Regions from separate parts of the Urocitellus parryii genome. Here region 1 is linked to region 2. Evidence: chromatin contacts called from public Hi-C data. All regions are on one chromosome and are shown on one strand. The core of a region is the stretch at or near the end of the contact, and the rest is flanking DNA. Distances in the headings are between cores, read along the strand shown.

The links. A called contact is a pair of places that touch in the nucleus more often than the background predicts.
Region 1: a Hi-C map of muscle shows a contact between it and region 2, with 4 times the contacts expected there. The contact joins the promoter of Tex264 here to the promoter of C2H3orf18 in region 2. A contact is called at or near these places in 2 of 2 Hi-C or Micro-C datasets (liver and muscle).

The regions. Positions count from the first base shown.
Region 1 is chr2:94,244,397-94,248,818 of mUroPar1.hap1, reverse strand. It overlaps Tex264 (testis expressed 264, ER-phagy receptor), which reads right to left and starts at 2,349. Exons shown (of 6, transcript XM_026383843.2): 1 at 2,241-2,349; 2 at 1,184-1,250.
Region 2 is chr2:93,251,414-93,255,866 of mUroPar1.hap1, reverse strand. It overlaps C2H3orf18 (chromosome 2 C3orf18 homolog), which reads left to right and starts at 1,589. Exons shown (of 5, transcript XM_026383861.2): 1 at 1,589-1,825; 2 at 3,266-3,571. The coding sequence starts at 3,356. Hemk1 (HemK methyltransferase 1, mitochondrial release factors N(5)-glutamine) reads right to left here and starts at 259. Exons shown (of 11, transcript XM_026384044.2): 1 at 231-259.

The DNA.
Region 1 (4,422 bases), core at 1,100-3,599, 990 kb before region 2:
TCCAGTTGATTTGGGTACTTAACACACACACACACACACACACACACACACACACACAAAGCAAGTATAGATCAGGGAACAAGTGGTTGGAAATATCAGAATGAGGACACAGTTACTAACCTAAAAACTAAATCCATTTTGTCCCTCTCTGACTCCATTTTCTTCTTTTAACTATTTTTTCCCCACTCTGAGCTACTTCCTCCTTCAGCTACCTTGGATTCCAGGAACAGGCTCAATTGATAAGTTTCTTTATGAAAAAGGACTGATACTACCTCAAGCAAAGTCAAGGCATCATCTCAAAATGAAATTGCTCCCCTTAGTGGGAACAATTATTCCATGAGGAAACCAAGGCTGCCCCCAAAGCAGGAGTAATAATCTCACAATGGGAACCAAACTGCCCGTTCAAGTGATGATGACTTTCCAATTTTGACCTTCCAGGAAGTTCACAGAACCAGTCCTCAGATAATCATCAACCATGGCCTGACTAGGATGACTTACTCCACTAACTATGCAAATTCCTCAACCATGCAAGACCCTTAAAATTTAAAACCCTAAAATTTTCCCTTGAAAACAAACCTTTGGTCACAGTACCCTCATATCTGTCCTTCCCTAAGTGGCCATGCTGATTAAAGTTTCTTTCCTGCCCTTCACCTCTACTCTAGTCTTTGTCATCTTGGAATGGGTGGCCTAGCTAGCCTCTTCTACTGAATCATGGGGGCCATCATCTTCACCCAAGACTCAAGTAACATTAAGCTACTTGACCAAGATCACACAGGTATTAACAGTCACCTGAACCAAAATGTAAGCAATGGGAACCAAAGCAGCATGACCCAGCCCCCATTTCCAATTTCTCTCTCCTCCCTGATGACTGGCTTCCAGAAAATCCCAAGCATTTAATCCAGGTTGGACATCTCTGAACAAGACCTGAAGCTCTCAGCATCAAGGACACGGATTGCTCTAGGAGTGACAAGCTCTTACTCTGTGCTACTCTCTTCTGTACACCTCTATTTCAAAGGAATTTAACTCCCACCTTTCTTTTGCCTCTCCCAAACCACTCAGAAAGGGGGTAAATGTTCCTGCAGGGTGTGGGAGCAGAGCTTTAAAGCACGTAGAAAGGAAGAAGGGAAATGTTAATTTCCCCCTTACACAAAAGATAAAGGGAAGAAGGGCTGGGGAGGCTCACCTGAAAAGCCAGGTTCACTTTTAGCAACTCATAGTATCCAGCGCAGCAGGGGCCAAGTGCTCCAGTGCTGGGGGCAGAAAGGAAGAGTCACTCCAGCCCAGGAAATAACCACTGGGCAGGGCTCCACGCCCTGACTAACCCCTTCCCAAGGAAAGCCCACCAGGTCCTCTGCAAGCACCCACCACCCCATACTCAAAACCTCGGGGAAATCAGAAGCCAAACCCACCCTCACAACGTCTGGATCTTCTCTAGAGCCTTCCTCATACCCCTCTTCCTGGTGGGTTCCAGCCACCACACTTGGTGCCCAAACAGCCCTGCCACTAACCTTGGGAAGGATGTGTCCTTTCTCTGGCCTCAGTTTACCCTCGGATCAGAGGCCCCAGATTCAGACGCCTAACCACTCAAGCGGGTGTGCATGGGGGCTGGGTGAGTATGGGGGCTGGCGGCCGGCGCGAGCTTCCTGAGGCCGCTCACATGCGCCTTGGAGGAGGGCCGGTCCTTGGACGACCGGCCTTAAAGGGCCCCGCGCTGGCAAAACTTTGGCTCTAGAACTAAGAGGCAAGACAGCGGCTCTGAGGGGCCCGCGCGCTCTAGAGGGCGCCGCCTCTCGCTCTCGGCTTCCAGCCCTTGCTGGCCGGAAGCCTTGACTATATGTCTAGCCTCTTTCTCTCCGCTCACGGCTCTTGTAGCTCCACGCACCTCTGCAACTTAAGGGACGCTAAAGTTTGCAGCGGGGCGGCGAGGCGCGGCCTCGTGAATTAGATGGACTTAAAAGGTGACTCATGCCTCCGTTTCTTCCCCAGCTCCACTGCCCCTAGACAAGCCCCGTACCCGCGACTGAGGTAGTGGGTGACCTAAGGTGGGAAGGGCTGGCCCAAAGTCGCATTCAGGGCCTCGGACCTGACCGGGGCCAGCTGTGGACAAGACGATATGCAAAGGGTGGCCTAGGTCGCAGGGGGCCACGAAAGGGTCGCGGGGAGCCCTGAGGTCACGCCTGGGAGGACCGTGGCCCCAGGCCCACGCCCCGGCGGGGACGCCTCTCTGGCCCGGCCCTCACCTCAGCAGCCATCCCACGGACGCCGCCCTACACAGGCAGCTTGGGGATCGGTCGCGGAGCCTGCGCGCGCCCGCCGCTCACGCTCGCTCCGCCCCCTCTCGCGGCGGGACGTGGCCGTGGCCGTGGGCGCGTGCGCTCGGGACCCAGGGGGCGGCCCCGCCCCGTCTCCGTAGCAACGCGCGCGCGCCAATCCCAGGGACTTGGCTGGGGTGGAGCCCACAGTGTACCTTCCCCCCTCCAGCAAGCAAACGGGCTGCAGAGGGTTGACTGAACAACACCCCAGGGTATCTGGGTTGGCGGAAGCTCTACAGCGACAGCCCACCTCCAGACGCGGGGGAAGTCAGCCTGGTGGCCCGCAATAAAGGGTCAGGCGGGGGTCCGGGGACTGTAGAAAACTGTTTGTACAGGTTCGGAAGGTGCGACACAGCAATGTCAACTTCTAGCATTGGTACAACCCTTAACTCTGGCCAGTTTATCTAATTGAGGTTTCATAACATGCTTGGGAACCAAGCAACACAAGGCCACTTGCTTCCGTTTTAAAGCTATAGAAGCTCAATCCCATTCTGGGCTCAGGGGAGAAACTGGTGGATCCAACCTCTCAACAACATAAATATCTGCTTCTGGCTTCCACTCACCCCCCACTAACTTTCCTTCAGTGGGCACAGGAATAATCATTCTCCCATCCAACATTTATCAAGTACCACTTCCTGCCAGACAGTTCTAGGGGCTGGGGATACTGAGTAAACAAAACCAAATCCCCATCTTCTTGGAGCTAGTTCCAGGGGGAATTCCTCCCTTAGTCTCCTCCAGTACCCTGGATGTGGCTTGGGAAGGCTACTCTGACCTGGTTTAGCCTAACCTACTTCGAATTCCTTGAGGACAGGTTCAATCTTCAGCTTCTATCTCAGAACCACAAAGCACTATGCTAGGTGCCCAAGATAAAGCCCTGGTAGCCTGAGAAGCCTAGGTTTACAGTGAAGGAGGTGGGGAAGGAGACAACTACCCTCATAAGCCTGCTTATAAACAAGACAGGCTGGGCCAAGGACAATCTTGGTCCTTCTGATGAGGACTGCTGTTTGGGAGGGGGATCACTCTAAAGGGAACACAATGAAGGTGGCTGTAGAAAAAGTCAAACGCCATGTGTGCAGTGTATCTTGTGAATCCCACTACAACACGAGCAAAGGGCAGGCTGGTCCCACAAAGGTAGTCAAAATCCTGACTTTCCCCCCCTCTCTGTCTGCTTCACATTTCTTCTTTCTACAGGCAGAGGGGACTAAATCTTACCACAGGGCTAAGTCTGTCCCCATACCCTGGGGAGACTGGCAGAATGGGCAGCTGGTCCCCTAACTCAGGGCCAGGCCAGCAGGTTCTAATGATGAAAATCAAGCACATGACTATTAGGTATACATTTGGAAGCATTTTCTGTGACACAAAGAGGAGTATGGCACTGGCTCAGAGACAGTATCTGCATAAAGGGTTTGCCCATCAATTCTACTTCTCAGAAGTTGATGAGCTTCTTCCAGGAAAAGTCTAAAGTTGCCTTTTCTCACCTTGTTCTCTCTTCCCAGTTCCTTTAGCTGGGGTGGGAAATCAAGTTGAGGGTGTGCCTTAGGAGCTTCAGCACTCTGTTGTGGAAGGGGAGCTAGCCTTCCACTAGGGCTGTAGCCAGCAGTCTGCCAGGCTTCATCTCCCCACTGCTTCCAACAGTGTAAACGCCACCTTGGTAAGATCTCTGAAAGGCCTTGGCTGGCCACTAGGAGTCAGCAGCTTGCTCTGCAAGGCACTTTCTTCACCCCTTGCAATACGCCTGAAACCTGCTCATCCAGTCTTTATCCTACACACTTTCCACTCCCAGTCCCAGCTCCAATAATACATATCACCCTGTCATGAGCCCAGACTTTGCCTTCCTTTTGCCTTCCATCTAAGGAATTCCCACATAGGCTCTTTTATTCTCCCTAATTTCCATATAATATTTCCCCAGGATTCCTTCCCTTAATGAAACTAAACTTGGGGAGCTAGAGTGGACTGTCCCCTCCCTCCCCATCTCCTCCCACTGAAAGCCCTGGTTAGCTTTCTGTGGGCAGTGGCTAGAGTCCTAACTCAGATGACAGAGAACACACATGCAGTCTAAGATTGCTTTCTGACAATGCCACTAGCCACTCACAGACACACCATCTCCCAC
Region 2 (4,453 bases), core at 340-2,839:
TCGGCGCAGGCAAAAAAAAGGCTCGGGCAGACTTTGTCACTCAGCTTCAGCGTTCCTAACGTCTCTGAGTTCCTAACTGTGAACTCCACGCCCAAGGCTCCATGGGCGGGAAAGTCCGGAGACGTGTGTGGGGTGCACCCTAGCGGTCCAGACTGGCAGGTGTTCCTTAAGGTCACGGCAAGGTTGTGGATCCAGCCTACCGTGAAAGACTGGAGCAGGCGTTTACGGACCTGGCTGGCGAGGAGCAGGCCGGAGCCGGTCATGTCACCAACTAACTTAGGTTCCGGCGCGGGCCCGATGTCAAGGGGCGTGGTTTCACACACTCTGTGGGCGGAGACAAGGTGTGGTTCACTGTGTATTCAGTGTGGAATAGTGGGTTCCAGTATTCCCAACGGATCCCAGTTTGGGGGAGCGGAACCCAGTATTCCGTACCTGGCTGAGGGTGATGACGTGGGGCGAGATTCAGTAGTGACCGGACCCCAGGGCCACTCCTGACCTTCTCTCTCTCGCTAGTAGGATTTGGAGCAGGGAGCTGAAAAAGCAGAACTCCAGAGAACTGGGTTCGAATTCTAATTCTAATAGCAACTCGTCGCGAAGCTTGGTGCAGACACCTAGACCTCTCTGGATCTCAATTTCTCTTTCTATAAAATTCATGGCAGTGTCTCACGAAATACACCTCCTACCACAATATACTAATTAGATCACTATTAACACTCTACTATTAAACACGTGGCTCCCCGAGGAGCCACAGGCACCTGCATTTGTACCTAGCTACCCCGTGATTCCCATAAACTCCTTTTTAAAAAAACAAACAAACTTTTTTTTAGTGGTTGATGGATCTTTATTTATATGTGGTGCTGAGGATCGAACCCAGTGCCTCACACTTGCTAGGTAAGCGCTCTACCACTGAACCACAGCCCCAGCCCCTCCATAAACTCCTTTGAAAGCCATTGCATTAGAGGATATCTAAGGGCTTCTTGCAGTGATCGTGCTGTGGATTTCAGGTGTTGTGAGATATAGGTAGACTTGCCTGCGTTGGGGTACCCAATAAATACCACCCAGATAAAAATTCCACCCGCCGGTAGTTGGAGTCATTTAACCAGAGTCCTCACTCTAGGGCTCCGGTCTGAATAGGAAGCCGAGACACAGGGAGGGGAAGCAGCTTGCTCAAGGTCACACGGCAAAGGGTCCTGTTAGAGTTAACTCAAGCCCAAAGAACTCCAACTCCAGTGCTCTCTCTAAGCCTCCTCCGTACGTCTGTGTTTTGGGGCCCGAGAGTGTCCCGGTGAAGTTGGAGCTGCCCAGGAGCCCAAGTTGTGGCCCAGGAAAGGCCTGGTCACCCTTGGTCCCCTGCCGGATGTCGGCGTAGGCCACCAGAGTGAGGGGTGGTCTCAGAGAATTGCTACCTGGCTCCGGGCTCCCGGCTCCCGCTTTAGGGAGGAGTCATATCCGAGAGACAGGCGAGCAGGCCAATGCTGGACGGGCTCTAGGCCTGGCAGCCAATCAGAGTCCGGGGGCGCGGAGAGGGCCGGAAGGCTAGGCACTGAAGCTTCGCTGATCCCCTGAGGCTGCTTGGCCTGGCCCCACCCCCGCCCTGGGTCCCGGCCCTGCCCACCCCAGCCTAGACTGACAGAGCTGGTGCTTGCAGCTGCCCACCGTGCAAGGTAGCCGGCCCGGCCCGCAGCTCTGAGCGTGCAGGGAGCGCCGACCTGGGGTCGAACTGTCGCCCCCACGCAGGGCCTAGATGTTCCCCTCGCCCGGTCTCCCGCCCGCTGCCACCACCCCTATCCTCTCTGACTGAGCTCGGCGCCCCGGAGAGGATTAAGTAAGTGCTGAGGTCTCTCATTCTGTGCAAGAATGGAAAAATCACTGGGTTGCGGAGGCGGGCATGGGAATTGAGGCAGGGAGGACTGAGGGACCTAGAGGAGAATGGCATGAGGGTTCTCAGAGGTCAGGCGCAGACCCCTTTCACTCCGTTTTTTCTCCTTCCCCTTTGGACCCCAAGGCAGGCCCAGAAAGTGGTCAGCAGGGCATCTTCTCTCCTCTGGATGGGAGGAGAGCCCCAGAGCAAGTTAAGGGTCTAGCCCAAGGTCATGCCTAGGGTCAGTGGCAGAGCTAAGAATAGACTCCTTACCTAGCATAACTGGAGAGAGATGGCAGAGAGAGATGAGTCTACCCCACTCATGTCCCTCTGCCAGCCTTGTCCTTTCCTAAGGGTGCAACATGGATGTGGGTACACACACTCACACACATGCATGCACACACACAGATGTACCCATAAGCACAACAGGGATGCAGTCATGAGCTAGGAATCCCTCCTCTAGGTCTGCAGAATGGCTGGGACCCCTTCCCACACTGTCTTTCTGGGCTGGGAAAATCTCTGCTCCCAGAGGAGGAGGGAAGGCACAAGGGAGATGCTTCAAAGTGGAAGCTCCATCCCTACTTCTGAAGATAATCTCCCCTTGCCTTCCTCCTTTGTTCCCACCAGCACCCAGTTCCCCTATGAGGGAAGGGGGGGCATCCAAGGACCCTAAAGCCTGCAGAAAAACCATGCCTCTATTTCCCGTCTCCTGGTCTCCCCACATTTGCCCCCACCCCCACTTCAGGCACACAGCCTGGACCACACCGCTCTCTGAATCCAGTAGCTTCTGTGCCTCTCTGCCTCCTGACTGGGTTAGAACAAAAGAAAAGGTGGAATCTCTACTGGGTGCTCACTGTAAACATGGCTTGTGCTGAACTAAGTCTTTTCTAGGGACTTGTTCATTCTGGCATTTCAGTAACCCTGCAATACTGTGGGCTTATTAGGCTTAGGAAAACCGAGGCACAGAGGTAGAGTGACTTGTCTGGGGTTATCCACTAAATGGCTGAGCCTAGACAGGATTCAAGGACAGGCCTATATGACTCCTAGGTAAGTTTTTTCCTCCAGGGAAGAAAAAAGCTACAGAGAGATATGAGGGGCAGGGAGTGAAGAGGTGGAGGTGGGAGGAATGAGAGGTGTTATTGCATAGGGGAGGGACCTTTTCTTTCAAATCTCCCTGATATCTTTCCTATCTCCCAGGCATGATTGCTATGATCATTGTACCCACAGACTTCATTTTCATGTTTCTAAATCTACATGGGAACCATAGGTATATAAAGCATGTGTCTCTGTGTCCCTGAACTGCCCTCAAATCTTTATTTTCCCTGTGTCTTCAGAACCTAGAGGCACTTCATCTCACTGCCACACCCCTGTCCTTAGCCTCATGTGTTTATTCTTCCTTTCCAGCACCCACGGAAGAAGGGGGCTTCCTTTATTCAGGTGGCCACCACGGGTGTTGGGAGCCATAGGCTGGGGTACTACTGATGTCAGAAGTGAATGGGCAGGTTGACTGACCACAGGCAGTCTCTCAACATCAGCATGAACTCCAGGATCCTGTCTGCTCGGGGCTGGCTCAATAGCCACCCACCTACCACTGAACCTGACCTAGAGCCTGCCACTGATGGGCCCACTTCTGAGACCACCACCCTCAGCCCAGAAGCCACAAGCTTCAATGACACCAGAATCCCTGATGTGGCTGATGGCACGGCTGGCGTGGGTACCATGCTTCTGTCCTTTGGGATCATCACGGTGATTGGCTTGACTGTGGCCATGGTGAGAGCTGGGGCAGGCTGGGGCTGGCCCAGAAGGCCCTCCATTGGGGGAAGGCAGTCAGTATTTAGAATAGAAAATCTAATCAGAAGTCAATTTTCCATTAATGTGGGGCTGGGTTGTGGCTCAGTGGTAGAGCACTTGCCTAGCATGTGTGAGGCAATGGGTTCAATTCTCAGTACCACATACAAATAAATAAAATAATGGTCCATTGACTAAACTAAAATTTTTTTAAAAAAAATTCCATTAATGATAATGCAATCCTTATTTCCCCCTCCCCATAAGATTTGTCCACTGGGGCTAGAGACCGAGAGATAATTCTTCTGATTGGAAGACCCAGAAAACACTCTGGAAAATACATATTTTGAGATACTCCATGAAGGCCACACAGGATTTAGGGAGGGAGAAGTTCCATATGGAGGGTCCTAAGAGTCAGAATTTGGAGGCAAGGAGGTTCTGTGAGCAGTAAGCTGGGCAATGGGGCAAATTGTTACATGGGTTTCAGCAGGGGTAGAGACCAGAAGGTGCCTGGGATTGTGGGCTGTAAAGTTGGGGGGAATGCTCTGGGCTTGTCACATTATTGGTAGTACATTTATTCATTCATTCACTTGGCAATTATTTACTGGATAATTGCCCTGGATCAGACCTTTGGGACCTAACAGAGTCTGGGGAGACAAGATTCTGCCCTGTGGTTCTTATGAGAAATTAATTTAAAACCAAGAGTTTTAGCTGGGCATGGTAGTGCATGTCGGTAATTCCAGCAACTTTGAAAGCTGAGTCTGGAAGAATATAAGTTCAAGACCAATCCCAGCAACTTAATAAGAT